3 separate regions of the Sus scrofa genome follow, and all the other regions are linked to region 1. Evidence: chromatin contacts called from public Hi-C and promoter capture Hi-C data. All regions are on one chromosome and are shown on one strand. The core of a region is the stretch at or near the end of the contact, and the rest is flanking DNA. Distances in the headings are between cores, read along the strand shown.

Region 1 (4,851 bases), core at 1,442-3,941:
CTCAAAATAGCTTAAAGACTAGACTACAGATAGTCAAAAAATGCCCCACCCCTGAAAGAGTGGATGACTGGAACATTTTAATATACTCCATCACGTAGCAGTACAGCTACAAAACCATCATACTGGCGCCAGAAGTTGCACATTTTCCGGCAGAATTTGTTCTTAAATAGATTTTACATCATCCTCAGAACCAAATGTCACCAACATTCAGGTACACTGATGATAGTAATCGATAACCACAAACCCTGTGATATAATCTTCTCAATATTCACTTGCCCACTTTTCTCATTTCTTTTAATGTGAAATCGCTAAATGTAAAGAATTAGGAGTTTTCTTAGGTAATTAAGTTTATTAACTGGGAGGCTGGAATTACCACGTTATGAAAACTTCAAAGAATAACAATACAAAACAAGATTCAAAGGGAAAACGCTCTAAATACTGAAAGATGTTACACTTTTTTAAAAACAGTATTTTCGGGATGCCAAGGAAGATTTCCAAAACTCACCCCTCCTCCCGCCTTAAGTTCCCCCACCCGCCGCCCGCCGCCTCTAGTCTGGTAAGTCGTTACTCTGACGCGGCTGGGATGCTACTTACCGAGTTTTTCCACCAACTTGAGCATCACCCCTCCAATGTGCACCTCCCCGGTCACTCTTAGGGTGACATCGCGGTTCAGGTCCGTCACATGAACGCTCAGTTCCCACGTCCCATCCGCATAGCAGCCATCTGGCATCCTTATCCCGTCCAGAGCCATGGCTCCTTCCTGCGAGCACGGAGGAAATGGCTCTCGTCAGCGTCACTCCCCCAAAGGAAGGCAAATCCCACCGAATTCGCAGAGTCGGCCGCGGGGTGGGAGAAGGTGGAAGACACGAGGGTTTCCGCACCAACTCGGGAGAGCGGCCGCAGGCCCTGCTGCGGGCAGGATTCTGCGCCCCGCGCCGCTTCCCGGCGGCCGCTCCACGCTCCCGCCCCGCCGCGGCCCTTGGCGGACGCGGCGCAGCCCGCCCGCCAGCCCCGCGCGGCCTCAGGCTAGCGGCCCTCGCCTAGCGGACCGCGGCGGGCTTCACCTGCCTGCCGGCCGCACCCAGGGCGGGAGACGCCGCCCGCGGACTGCACAGTCCGCTCCCCCACCCGCCCTCCTCCTCAGTCCCCGCCGGCCCGGCCCCTCACCGCGCGTTCCTCCAGCTCCTCGCGCTCCCAAGCCCGGGCTCGCGCTGCAACAGGCGCGGGGGCGGCGGCTCGCCGAGCGGCGGCGTCGGGTCCCCACCTCAGCAGGCAAGCGCTGCCTCCCGGCCGGAGCGACTAATGGAGTCCGCTCTTCACGGCCCCTCGCCTCTCCCTCCGTGCTCCACCCCTCTCTCCCCGCCCCCTCAATCCCAGTCCAGCTCAGGCCGGGCGCGCCAGCTCCCTCCTCCCCGCCCCGCGGAGCTGCCCGCAGCGGGTCCAGCCGCCTCGCCCCTCCCCCACAGTCCCCAGCGGCCCCGCTGGGGGCCAGAGCCGCTTGGACTCCCGGGTGGGGGGCGGGGCGGCGCACGGCGGGGGAGCGAGCTGTGCGGGGGAGGCGGGGGGCGCCCGCGGTGGCAGCAATCTCGGCCCCGCCGATCCGCTGCCCTTTTATGGAAATGAAGGACCCGGCGTAGGGATTGAGTCCAACATCCGGGCTCTCGCCGGCGGGACCTGAGGAGGGGGAGCTCGGGGAACGCAGAAGCCTCCTACCCAGCGCGGGTGGGCGCTGGGCGCTCCTTGCAGCGCTCGGGTCTCAGGCTCGGCGAGCGCCCGCGGCGGCGGGTGTCTTGGCTTCCAGCTGGATGAGGGGGCCGGTCCGTGAGAAATGGTTACAGGAAATTCCCAGGACAAGGTCGTTTTCAGGGAACAAAGTCCCCCGCCCCCTCCCCACGTCTGGAGCGAGCCCAAAAGTCTCGGGGCGATGAGAGGTGCCGCTCTCCGGGAGCTGGAACTGGGGGTTGGGGACATAAAAACTTTTAAAAAGTAAATGCCCAAGCCAGCTCCGTGAACATCCGACAAAAGAATGAAAAAACCCAAAGGGAGTTGAACCACAAAAATTGCTTTGCAAGCAATGTCCGGCACAACCAGCAACTCCTACTGGACTCCTAAGAGTTTGCTTGCGCTCTTAACCCATTAGGAAGCTCCAACCAGAAGTGAGTCACATAGGTTCTACGATGCTCGTATGGGGGGGGAGTGCAAATCAGGGAAGTGAGTTTTATTCGAAAACTGTTTCTGCAGCCTCTTCAACTCTGTACGTATTTGTATGTTTTTAAATATGCAATTTAGAACTAACAGTCTACTAAGGCGTTTAGATCGATATACATCCTCTACCCCACCCTCAGCCACACCTTGAAGGAATTTTAATAGCTCCGGACCGGGGCCAGCAGGTACTGGAAGAAATAAAGAGCTTTACCTGTTGACGCTGACCAGTGATGGAGAACGGTCCTCCTGCTCCCAATTTTCTTCCACTTCCCCCTTTTACTGCCACACTCTGGGGAGAGGGAGCCAGTCAGAAGCAGCTAGCGGGGGAAAGTGCCTCGCTGGCAAAAGCATGGCTCAACAAATTTAAGTCAGGGAGACTCGGATAAAATGTCCCAGATTCCATAAAAGACCCCAGTTTTTAAAAGTCTCAAAGTCTTCTTGAACCTGTGTCAGTCTCTTCGAAGAGGACCTCCCCCTCCCCGCAAACAACGATGTGTTCAGCAACACAATTGGGAAACGAGGTTAGAGGCCTCAAGAAAGGGGTGGAACCCATAAAAGAATGAAAGAGAAGCAGCGAAATTTAGTCAGATGCCAGAGGTTTGGCACCAAAAATAGGGTAAAACACTACAGTATTTTCAGCTACTCATCATGGAGAAATTGATGCCTCGAGTCTGTAGTCTCTAATCTCTATTTCTACTCATGGATGTTCCAAATCATTCACTTGGAAGCAGTATGGACAACCAGAGAGGAGGGAACGTCTATGTAAATTGCGGTGTTGAAAATATCGAGGAAAATGTTTTTTAATAAAGTAGAGAAAAACTTGTTAGGGTTAAAAAATATGTACATGTAGTTGTAAAATCACGAGCATATTTTGTCTTAAATATTCAGAGCAGAGAAAAAAGACTGAAAGGAAATACACCAAAATATTAAGAAGCTCTCTGGTGTTGAGATAATAAGAGTTTTTTTTTGTTGTTGTTTTGTTTTTCCCTCTTCTTCATTTTCATTCAGGCTTTGCATTCAAGACTTGTCTGTTACTGCCTTGAATTACATTCAGCATATCAATTTCCATGGACATGCCATTACATTCAAAACGATAGACACAACTGATAGAGTAGCTATTGGACACCTGGACAGGACTTTTGGGGGTTTCCTTATGTGTTTTTTAAAATCCCCCAGTAAATTATAAGTTCTTGGATAGCAGGGACTTCAGATTCTTTGCACTGCACAAAGAAAATGGAAAACATGCTGGTATCAAATTAACACAGATGTCCAGGACACACTAGTTCTGCCCCATGGAGATATTTCAGTACCGGGGAAGTCCTGACTTGTAAATCTACATATTTATTTCTACACTTTATCCCCGCAGGGATGTGTGGCAATGTATAAGGATACATAAACTTTGAGATAGCATACATGGCACAAAACAAGGAGGAAAAAAAGGACAGGAAGCAAGGGTTCGAGATTTAAAATGGAGCCGGGAATGAAGATAAGAATTGTACCTTAAGACCTTTGCAAGTGCTCCCATAAGCTCCGAATAACTATGGTTTCTCAAACATGCCTTTCAGAACCAAAAATATGCACATCCTTTCCTTCCGACAAATTTGTCGAAGTCAACTGTCGTCTAAGAAACCATTTTACTACTCAGTTTCCACATTCTGGTTCTTGCCTCACTCTTCAGTGAGTTACTTTCTGAACAATCTCCCACCACCTCGCCGACTTCTCTGACTGCTGCCCACTTCTCTGAGTGTTTCCTAAAGGAGAGGGAGCAGGGGGTGGGATAACATTGCATATAACAGCCCCATTTCTTAGCATTTGAAACAGCTTAATTATTGCTTTATAAGAGACTTTACTAGTTTAGAAAATCAGCAGTTTGTGTCTGAGCCGTATAAAGCACAGGAAGCCAAGGACCTTCGAAAGAACCATTGGAGCAATAGATTGAGAAGGATGCAGCTGGTCTCTTTAGCCTTCTTTTTGAGTATTTCAAGCTGTTTCTTGCTTTGAAGATTAAAGAGGAGTCAGACTTGAATCTCTGAAACTGGGGATTTTTTTTCCTAGATTGTCAAGTGAGACCTTCAAATGCATTTCTTAAATGTTACTTCCACCTAATGTTTCCTAGTGTGTTCAGATGTGGAATCTTATCTGAAATCCCCTACTAGAACCTCTAAGACAGTGCAATACTTGTGGTACTTACATCATACTGAAAAGTAGCCGAGAACTCCAGTGTTTGGAAGAACGGCTCAAGCATTGAAAGCAGCAATATCCAAATAAGGTCCCAAGCACTGGGCTTAGGTTTAGACCAAATGATACCTCGCAGATCTGCCGTCAAATGCAGCCCTCGGGTTTAGTAATCCGCAGGTTGACTTCAGCTTCTTCTCTGAGTCTACTTAAATTGTGCTTTACATTCTTAAACGGTTAATACAAAATATAACCACTGAGTTTGGGGTTAGGAGAAAATAAGGGAAAGAGAGCTTGGGGTTAGGAGAAAATAAGGGAAGGTTTGTATGAATGTGAATGGGTAAGGGTTAGTTTAAAATGCATTTAAAAATGCCATTCAAGGCCAGCAAGATGAAATGTAATGAATTATTCCTGTCAAATAACCAGGTGAGCAGAATTCTCTCTTTGTCTCAGGGACTGCCAAAACTGGTA
Region 2 (4,851 bases), core at 1,052-3,551, 120 kb before region 1:
CAGCTACAGCTCCATTGGGCCCCTAGCTTAGGAACCTCCATAAGCTGCAGGTGCAGCCCTAAAAAAAGACAAAAAATAACCAACCAACCAAAACAAACAAATAAACAAACAGAAAACAAATGGGAGACCCTTTTCCTCCTTGATACTAAATTAAAAACCACTTTTAATCTTAAAATGAAAAATGGATCTATTGAATAAATGTAAAATTAGCATGAATTGTAAGTTATCCTACAGCAAGTCTCTTGAGGCAGCTAGTGCAGACTGCTCAGATGTTTCATCAAAGTGCCTGGAGAAGCAGGGGAGCATGGATGAGAGACTGCCTCTGCCTCAGTGTAGTATCACAGCAGATTTGGTACTTTACCATCACAGTTTTTTTGTTTGTTTTGGCCACACCTGTGGCATGTGGAAGTGCCTGCGCTAGGGATCAAACCTGCGCCACAGCAGTGACCTAGGCTGCTGCAGTGACAGCACTGGATCCTTAACCTGCTGTGCCACAAGGGAACTCCTTCATCATGTTTTTATTGTAGCTTTTCCATCAGAATGGACAAGTACACCATGCCTTCATTTATTCCACAGCTTTATATCAGTACCTGGTATATTCAAGGCTCTGTGCTCAATTCTGTGAATATAATGGTGAGTAATTAAAATACATCAGAATCTTCAGAGGCAAGGACTTCATCACCCCCTGATGTAACAACAAAAACTCTCAAATTTCTTGTGAAAATTAAGTAGGAAGGCCTGTGTAACTGGGACGTAGTAAGTGTCCAGTGAATAAATGCTTCAAAAACAGTAAAAACTGGAGTTCTCATTGTGGCTCAGCAGAAACAAACCCAACTAGTATCCATGAGGGTTTGGGTTTGATCCTAGCGCTGCTCAGTGGGTTAAGGATCTGGTGTTGCTGCGAGCTATGGTATATGTTGCGGCTCAGATCTGGTGTTGCTCTGGCTGTGGTGTAGGCCATCACCTAGGTTCTGATTCTACTCCTAGCCTGGCAGCTTCTATATGCTGTACCTGCAGCCCTAAAAAAATAAATAAATAAATAAAATAAAAACTATATGCAATTTGTAATCCTTGATTAGATCTTGGTTTTTTTTTTTAGCAGCTATAAAGGACGTCCTTGGGACAATTATGAACGTTTGGATTTCAACTGAATATTAGATATTAGAGCACTCTTAATAATTTTGGGGGGTGTGACAATGACACTGAGGTTGTGAAGGAGAATTTCCTTGTTCATAAGTGATGTTTGAAATATTAGGGGGTGAAGTGTCATGATGTCTGTAACAGATTAAGTTTTTCAGAAATAAATACAGTGACATGAATAATATTAACAATGGTTAAAGGTAGGTGGTAAGTGAAAGGCTGCTTATCATACTATTCTTTCAACTTTTCTAGATGTTTGAAAACTTAGAAGAATAAAATTTGGGTAGAACCTTTAGTCCCTTTTTCTCATCCCTATTAAGAACAATGTATGACAATAACAACAAAAAAGACAAAAGACAAAAAAAAAAAAAAAAAAAAAGAAAAAAAAAAAAAGGAGTTCCCGTCGTGGCGCAGTGGTTAACGAATCCGACTAGGAACCATGAGGTTGCGGGTTCGGTCCCTGCCCTTGCTCAGTGGGTTAACGATCCGGCGTTGCCGTGAGCTGTGGTGTAGGTTACAGACGCAGCTCGGATCCAGCGTTGCTGTGGCTCTGGCGTAGGCCGGTGGCTACGGCTCCGATTCAACCCCTAGCCTGGGAACCTCCATATGCTGAGGGAGCGGGACGGCCCAAGAAATAGCAACAATAACAACAACAAAAAAGACAAAAGACAAAAAAAAAAAAAAAGATAAAAGAACAATGTATGATTATGCAATTCCCCAAAAGAAATCTTTTTCCCAAATTATGAGTTAGAAATTGGAGATCAGGAGTTCCTGTCGTGGCTCAGCAGTAACGAACCTGGCTAGTATCCGTGAGGACATGGGTTCTATCCCTGGCCTTGCTCCATGGGTTAAGGATCCTGCATTGCCGTGAGCTGTGGTGTAGGTCACAAACATGGCTCAGATCTCATATTGCTGTGGCTGTGGTGTAGGTTGGTGGCTACAGCTCTGATTTGACCCCTTGCCTGGGAACATCCATGTGTGGCAGGTGAGGTCCTGAAAAGAAAAAAAAGAAGAAAAATTGGTGATCAGACAAATTCAAGGCCGTTTCAGAAAGGATTTTGTTGTTTTTCTTTTAAATCTGATTTAAATGAGTCAAGGGTAAACTCAGATCTTAGGCAACACTCTTTCTGAACTTTGTCACACAATTATTTAACCTTTATTTGCCTGAGCTCTGTTTTACTTTGCACATTACTATTTGCCAGAGGAATTGTGTCTTCATAGCCACTAGCAAGTTATTTGTCACTTAATCCAAGGCCACCAGAAGGTGCAGTTTCACTTGGTGAGCTTATAATTTAATTGGAAGGTTAAGCACAGTGAACCTGAAGAACACACTCAGAACAATACAGAAAGTACAAATTAAACCAGTGCAGTTCCAAAGGAGGTTCCAAAAGGAAACTGATCTTTTTTGTTTGTTTTCTTCTTTTTACTGCTGTACCTGTGGCTTATGGAAGATCCTGGGTGAGGGGTTGAATAGAAGCTGCAGCCACAGCCACAGCAATGCAGGATCCAAGCCACATCTGAGACGTACACCACAGGTCACGGCAACACCAGGTCCTTAAACCCACTGAGCGAGGCCAGGGGTTGAACCTGCATCCTTACAGACACTGTGTTGGGTTCTTAACCTGTTGAGCCCCAGGGGTACCCCAGGAAGCTGTTCTTAATATCAGGCTGGAAACAAAATGTTGTAACATCCTAGATGTTAACGGTGATTGGAAATCTAGAGACTTCAGACCTTTCCATAGTTTAAATTTTTCTTCAAGTTCAGATAGATTCAGGGAAACCACCACTGGAATTTTTTCAATCCAGGTGTTCTTTTCCCTGAAGTTGAAGCCAGAGGATGACATTGTGTTTTAATCACAGAGAAACTGTTTTTTGACCACAGTTTTCATCAAATCCCCAAAGCCCCAAAAGGTAAAGAATACCTCCAGTATACCACATATCTGTTGTACACTATGATACATCACATTATTAAGTAATCATAACATCTGTGGTCCTTAGAGTCACATTGAAGATGCTGTCCTGAATTTTCTCAAGCAATGCCAATTTTCTCAGAGTTGATCCCTTAAAAAAGTGGTAGTAGGAAATGAGCTAGATTTACATGGGAGCTAAAAACTCTTGCAGATGTGATGATAGATTCATTTTAAAAGTTTGATCCTATATTAGAGAGGCTATTAAAATTCTAATACATTTACTTGGGCAACTTCTGCTAATATGAAATTTATCTACTTGAGCTTTTGCTGAAGATTGATTGACTGGGGGAAAATGTAGGGAAGTATTTCTTTTTACCTCTAGATGGTGCTATGTATTGTTTTATGTTAAGCACAAGCCTGCCTAATTTTGAAGTTGGAAAGATTCCTAAATATTATGCATCTTATTTTATAGATGAACAAACTGAGACTCATTGAAATCTTGTCTTATTTAAGATAAATTCTGGTGTGAGGCAGAGCCTCAGTTTTTGCAAAATGTGTAATGTATGATTGGTTCGAGTAAAAATTAGTCATTCCATAATTTCATACTGTATTGCGTTTACTGTTGTGAGAGGTTTAAGAGTCTGTTTTATTTAAAAAAATTTTTTTTTCTTAAAATATAGTTAATTTACAATTTTCTGTCAATTTCTGCTATAGAGCAAAGTGATCCAGTCATACATATGTATATACATTCTTTGTTCTCACATCATCTTCCATCATGTTCCATTACAAGTGATTGGATATAGTTCCCTGTGCTATACAGCAGGACCTCATTGCATCCCTCCTAAATGTGATAGTTTGCATCTGCTAACCCCAGACTCCCAGGCCATCCCGTTCCCTCCCGCTCCTCCTTGGCAACCACAAGTCTGTTCTCTATATCTGTGAGTTTGTTGCTATTCTCTAGATAGGTTCATCTGTGCCATATTCTAGATTCCACATGTTAAGTGATACCACATGGTATTTGTCTTTCCCTTTCTGACTGACTTCAGTTAGTATGAGAATCTCTAGTTGCATCCATGTTGCTGCAGATGGCATTATTTCATTCTTTTTTATGGCTGAGAAGAGTGTTCTACTTTGTGGATTCATGAAGTTTTCTTTAAGAAGTTCTCAAAGAAAATAATTTGCCCAATTTATGTGAAAATAGATTGTAAGGAAAGGCAGTGGGATATCACTGTATGTATGTCCATCTGAATTTAAGAAGAACTGTCAATGAGGAACACAAAGAAGAAATATAAATTGCTAATAATTATGGAGTTTCCACTGTGGCTCAAAGGTTGATGAACCCGACTAGTATCTATGAGAACTCAGATTCGATCCCTGGCCTTGCTCAGTGGATTAAGGATCTGGTATTGCCGTGATCTGTGGTGTAGGTCGCAGCTGCAGCTTAGGTCCTGCAATGCTGTGGCTCTGTTGTATGCTGTCAGCTACAGCTCTGATTCAACCCCTAGCCTGGGAACCTCTGTATGCCTCTGGTGTGGCCCTAAAAAAAAATTGGTAATAATTATGTGAAAATATATTAAAACTCACTAATAATCAAATCAAAACTGAATAGCAGTGGTGTGTCTCTCTTTCCTTGCAGATGAGCAAAATCTCTGTAATGATCACCCTCAGAGTACCAAGGCACTGGTGAGGCAGACACCTCATCCCCTCCTAAATGTGATAGTTTGCATCTGCTAACCCCTGCCAAAAGGAGTCTAATCGGTACAATTTTTTGGAAATCATTTTGACACATGTTAATAGGAAA
Region 3 (4,851 bases), core at 1,548-4,047, 71 kb before region 1:
GGACCCGGCATTGTCGTGAGCTGTGGTGTAGGTTGCAGATGCGGCTCAGATCCCGTGTTGCTGTGGCTCTGGCGTAGGCCGGTGGCTACAGCTCCGATTGGACCCCTAGCCTGGGAACCTCCATATGCCGCAGGAGCGGCCCTAGAAAAGGCAAAAAGACAAAAAAAAAAAAAAAAAAAAAAAGCTGTGATGGATTCTGACAGTAACAGGGGACTTCCTGCTGTGGCACAGTGGGTTAAGAATCTGACTGCAGGAGCTTTGGTCACTGCAGAGGCGTGGGTTCGATCCCCAGCCCAGCATAGTGGGTTAAAGGATCTGGCATTGCCACAGCTGTGGTGCAGGTCACAGCTTCAGGAACTTACATATGCCATGGGTGTGGCCATAAAAAGAAAAAATGATAGAGACCGAAAAGTTAGACTCCTGACCTAGAAAGGCAGTGAGACTAACTAAAAGCTTTATGAAAATTACAGAATTGCAATGCATGGGCATAGCAATCTTCTACCCAGGGCAGAGGTTTTTCTATTTTTTAAAATGTGCGTAACTATAAAGCAATAGTTTGGCTGACTACCAGGAGAATAGAGACAGGGTAGAGATTTGGATATCTTGTTGAAATATACTAAAAATATTCCAATGTACCAAGCAAAATTAAGAATAAGATCTAGAGATTTAACTCCAGAGCCCAGAAGCACCTAACTCCTTTCTGAACTGCCTCTCCAACCCCTTGACTCAGTTGGGAATTCAAGTCTCACAAGAATGCATCTGATTGGAATCTAAATCTCGCTGGAAATGAGTCTGGAAAATGTATTTTAGTCTTCTAGCTTTTGCTATAAGGGAATTCACAGTAAAAGGAGTGTGGAATAGTGAGGAACTGATCTACTGCATCCTCTGCCAAGCATGCTGGCTACCAAGAGTGCAGTGAGTGCTTTGTGAGCTGGTGAGAGAGCAGTTCTCAGGGGTACATCTTCCCAGAGGAAGTGGTATCTAAACTGGAAGTGAGCTGGGCAGTTTTAAATAACATCACCACAAGTGATGAGAGAGGATCTTGGACAGTCTGCAAAACCAGCTAAAGGCCGTGCAGAGAAAGAGGTGGCAGGATGTGCTCCAGCTGCAAAAGAACCAGACCAACCTGGAGAGGAAACTTTCCTACCACCTGAACCAGGGCATCTAACACATGAAAGTGGTGAAGGAATGGTGTGAAGAACTAATACAAGTAACTAAAACCGCAATGAAGCTCTAACTCCACAGATCTGAATGGGGGAAAAAAAAGACCAAACCCAGTAGCTCTGAGCCTTGGCCAGGCTCAGTCCAGGCCACAGGAAACAAGCCTGCCACAGCTGCCACAAGAAAGCAGAAACAGGTCTAGCTACATGTGCCTCAAATGCCAGCCCCTGTTCTGAGACAGCTTTATATTTGAAGAGACAAGAGGAAACCAATGAGATTCAGGATGGCAGCTAGAAGAGACAAGAGGAAACCAATGAGATTCAGGATGGCAACGAGGTTATCCTGGGACTGTCCCAGAAGCCATGATGAAAACAGTGTTAAAGATGACACTTTAACAGGGAAGAAGTGTTGGCAATAAGGAAGAACCTTGCCAAACCCTGCTGGTGTCAGCTAACCCACTGGTGAGCCAGAAAATCAAAAGTCTGGGGATCTGAGCTGGACTAGCTTGTCATCAGTAAAGGTCAGGAAGAGGAGTAGGATGCTGATGAGGAAGAGAGAAACCAGCAAAAACTGGGAGGTGATGACTACAGCACAGATGAAAATTAAGCAGAATCTGAAACAGGTAAGCAGGCAACTCCTGCAGAATGAGGAAAAATTCAATGTCCTGATGCTGAAGAATAGGAAAGAGATACCATAAATTTTCTTAGGATAAAAGTAGAGGAAGTTCCCGTTGTGGCTCAGTGGTAAAGAACCCGACTAGTATCCATGAGGATGCAGGTTTGATCCCTCACTCAGTGGATCAAGGATCCAGTGGATCAAGGATCCAGCATTGCCGTGAGCTGTGGTGTAGGTTGCAGACATAGCTTGGATGTTGCATGGCTGTGGCTGTGGCATAGGCCAACAGCTGAAGCTCTGATTCAACTCCTAGCCTGGAAACTTCCATTTGCCACACATGTGTCCCTAAAAAGCAAAACAAACAAACAAAGAACAGTAGAATCCCATACTTCAAGTGAGGACTGCAGAGAGACTACAACAAAATATTCATGTGAAATTGAATACATACCTAAAGGAGTAAAGGAGCTGCTAAAAAATTTCTCCCCTTAGCAAAATGAAATTTATGAGTGTTAGCTAATAGATATTCCACCATCAATACTGGTCATTGCAAGGCTTCCCTTACCTCTTAGGTTCATCTGATGAGCTGGTGTGCCACTGGATTCTTCTTTGCTCTTATAGCAGGAAATAGATGTATCTTTAAAGGTGCACCAATATTGCTTGTAACCTTTTAGAGTCAGCTTTTTTGGCCTATGTGTCAAATAGAATTAGGAGGAAAACACTTTTGAAATAACTTTACCAATGCTATGTTTTAGCAGCAAAGTTTCACAATGTTAAAAGCCTGAGACCAAGCTTTACATATGCTGAATTCGATTCCCTTTTGGCCATTATATTCAAAGTTGCTATTATTGGATTTGCCCCTTCTTTTTCAATCAATCTTCTCAGGAAGATCTTACAGTGAGTAGGCAGAGAAAGAGAGCAAGACCAATATTCCAGTACTTCTGTCAGTTGTAGCCATCTATATCACTAGCGGGTCACATAGGAAGGGCAGGAAAATAAAGGTGAAGTAAATGTCAATAATTGGAAGGTTCCCAGGTCCTGTAATTAACCTCATGGTGCCCGTGCAACTGCCTCTTGTTTATCTAGCAAGACTAAAGGTGAGGGAAGTGCCTATCTCTCAGGGATGTATTTCAGTGGTGACTTTAACTTACCACTTATGTCAAACTTGAAGCATGAAGAAGAGAGGATAAGGAAAAATATAGGTCAATGCCAAAGGTGTTTATAGGGAGAACAAAGTGAGGTTAGGAAGTGGCATGTGACGTTGGGCTATCAGCTCAGATGTGCTCCATATATGGAGCTGGTATAACACTTAGCTACAGTAAATGGTTTATTTCACAATGGCTTATATTCCATATCACCTCTTTTCCTCTTCCTGCCTTAATGCCTTGCTCTCTTGATTCTGTGCAATATGACTGATCAGATCAATTTTTTTTAGAAGTCTGGATAAGATACACTAAAACCTTGTTATAAATGTCTCATGAACAAATGAATAGAATTCAAAGATTCTGGGGCTCTGAACAAAGAAATAACTACTGACAACAGCAGCTCATTATCTACTGCTTTTCCCCAGATGGGATGCTTTACACTGATAAGCCACTATGTGGGTCAGAATCTGCATGATGCAATCCACCTAGGTTTCACAATCCCGCTCCCTCTGCCCCTCCCACACACCCCTCCCCCTGCCCCTCCCACACACCCCTCCCCAGGCTTAAGAACAATGTTTATCACATAAAACAACTTAATAAAATTAAAAAAAAACCCACAACTTGAATGAGTATTGTAATTTTAATTTGGTAAAGAAGGTTATTTTCTCTCATTTCAATTTAGTGTTCATCTAATTGGTAAATGTTCTTATAGATGCATTTGACAGTCATTTAACGGTAAATTTAAAAGATGTGACCATTGCTATAAAACTGATTTATTTATTAATATTTGGAATCTCTCCCCTTTCTGTACTTACTTGAAAACTTTAATATAGTCAGCAAGTTCAGGAATGGAAGTGATGTCACCCTAGGAAAAGAAATCATTAAAAAAAATTTTTTTTTTAATTTGAAATTCTAATGTTTAGTATTGACATCAAGAACCAGCTTATTCAGGAGTTCCTGTTGTGGCACAGAGGAAACAAATCTGACTAGAAACAATGAGGTTGTGGGTTCGACCCCTGGCCTCACTCAGTGGGTCAAGAATCTGGCGTTGCCATGAGCTGTGGTGTAGTTTGCAGACACGGCTCAGATCCTGAGTTGCTGTGGCTGTGGTGTAGGCCAGAAGCTACAGCTACGATTCGACCCCTAGCCTGGGAACCTCCATATGCCATGGGTACAGCCCTAAAAAGACTAAATAAATAAATAAATAAATAAATAAATAAAAGAACCAGCTTATTCAATAAATAATCAAAATTACTTATAATAGATATTACAAAGATTTTAAAGGCCAATCAATATTATACGGCCATATAGTACAATGGTATTTTTTTTTTCTTTTTAGGGCCACACCTGTGGCATACGGAGGTTCCCAGGTTAGGGGGTGGAATCAGAGCTGTAGTCGCCAGCTACTCCACAGCCACAGCAACGCAGGATCCGAGCCTCATGTGTGACCTACACCACAGCTCACGGCCACACCAGATCCTTAGCCCACTAGTGAGGCCAGGGATTGAATCTGTGTCCTCATGGATGTTAGTCAGATTTGTTAACCACTGAGCCATGCTGGGAACTCCTGGTATTTTCAAATGACATAAAAAGCTATTAAAAATTTTATCTGGAGTTCCCGTCGTGGCGCAGTGGTTAACGAACCCGACTAGGAACCATGAGGTTGCGGGTTCATTCCCTGCCCTTGCTCAGCGGGTTAACGATCCGGCGTTGCCATGAGCTGTGGTGTAGGTTGCAGATGCGGCTTGGATCCAGCCTTGCTGTGGCTCTGGCGTAGGCTGGTGGCTACAGCTCTGATTCAACCCCTAGCCTGGGAACCTCCATATGCCGCGGGAGCGGCCCAAAGAATTAGCAAAAAGATGAAAAAAAAAAAATTTTATCAAAATACCAACTTATACAACCCACAGGAATATATCATTGATTTCTAATATAG

The links. Promoter capture Hi-C pulls out the DNA fragments that hold promoters and counts their contacts. A called contact is a pair of places that touch in the nucleus more often than the background predicts.
Region 2: a promoter capture Hi-C map of liver shows a contact between it and region 1, with 11 times the contacts expected there. The contact joins the enhancer-like site here to the promoter of FERMT2 in region 1. A contact is called at or near these places in 2 of 5 promoter capture datasets (both in liver), 24 of 47 Hi-C or Micro-C datasets (adipose tissue, alveolar macrophages, brain and 12 more) and 1 of 2 datasets of contacts at active chromatin or transcription factors (skeletal muscle).
Region 3: a contact with region 1 is called in a Hi-C map of fetal liver, with 1.6 times the contacts expected there. The contact joins the enhancer-like site here to the promoter of FERMT2 in region 1. A contact is called at or near these places in 1 of 5 promoter capture datasets (liver), 6 of 47 Hi-C or Micro-C datasets (embryonic fibroblasts, fetal liver, fetal skeletal muscle and 3 more) and 1 of 2 datasets of contacts at active chromatin or transcription factors (skeletal muscle).

Annotation. Positions count from the first base shown.
Region 1 is chr1:182,604,199-182,609,049 of Sscrofa11.1, forward strand. FERMT2 (fermitin family homolog 2) reads right to left here and starts at 2,692. Exons shown (of 18, transcript XM_021102113.1): 1 at 2,417-2,692; 2 at 595-760. The coding sequence starts at 751.
Region 2 is chr1:182,483,565-182,488,415 of Sscrofa11.1, forward strand. No RefSeq gene overlaps it. Among named protein-coding and RNA genes, the nearest start is that of GNPNAT1, 63 kb to the left of the region's middle. Within about 2 kb of position 2,302, at least 2 of the 83 cell types and tissues checked have an H3K27ac peak or open chromatin away from gene starts, as enhancers often do. A contact at or near this core is called in fetal liver and liver, where this site is marked.
Region 3 is chr1:182,532,979-182,537,829 of Sscrofa11.1, forward strand. FERMT2 (fermitin family homolog 2) reads right to left here. Exons shown (of 18, transcript XM_021102113.1): 10 at 3,734-3,783; 11 at 2,339-2,463. Among named protein-coding and RNA genes, the nearest start is that of FERMT2, 71 kb to the right of the region's middle. Within about 2 kb of position 2,798, at least 4 of the 83 cell types and tissues checked have an H3K27ac peak or open chromatin away from gene starts, as enhancers often do. A contact at or near this core is called in fetal liver, where this site is marked.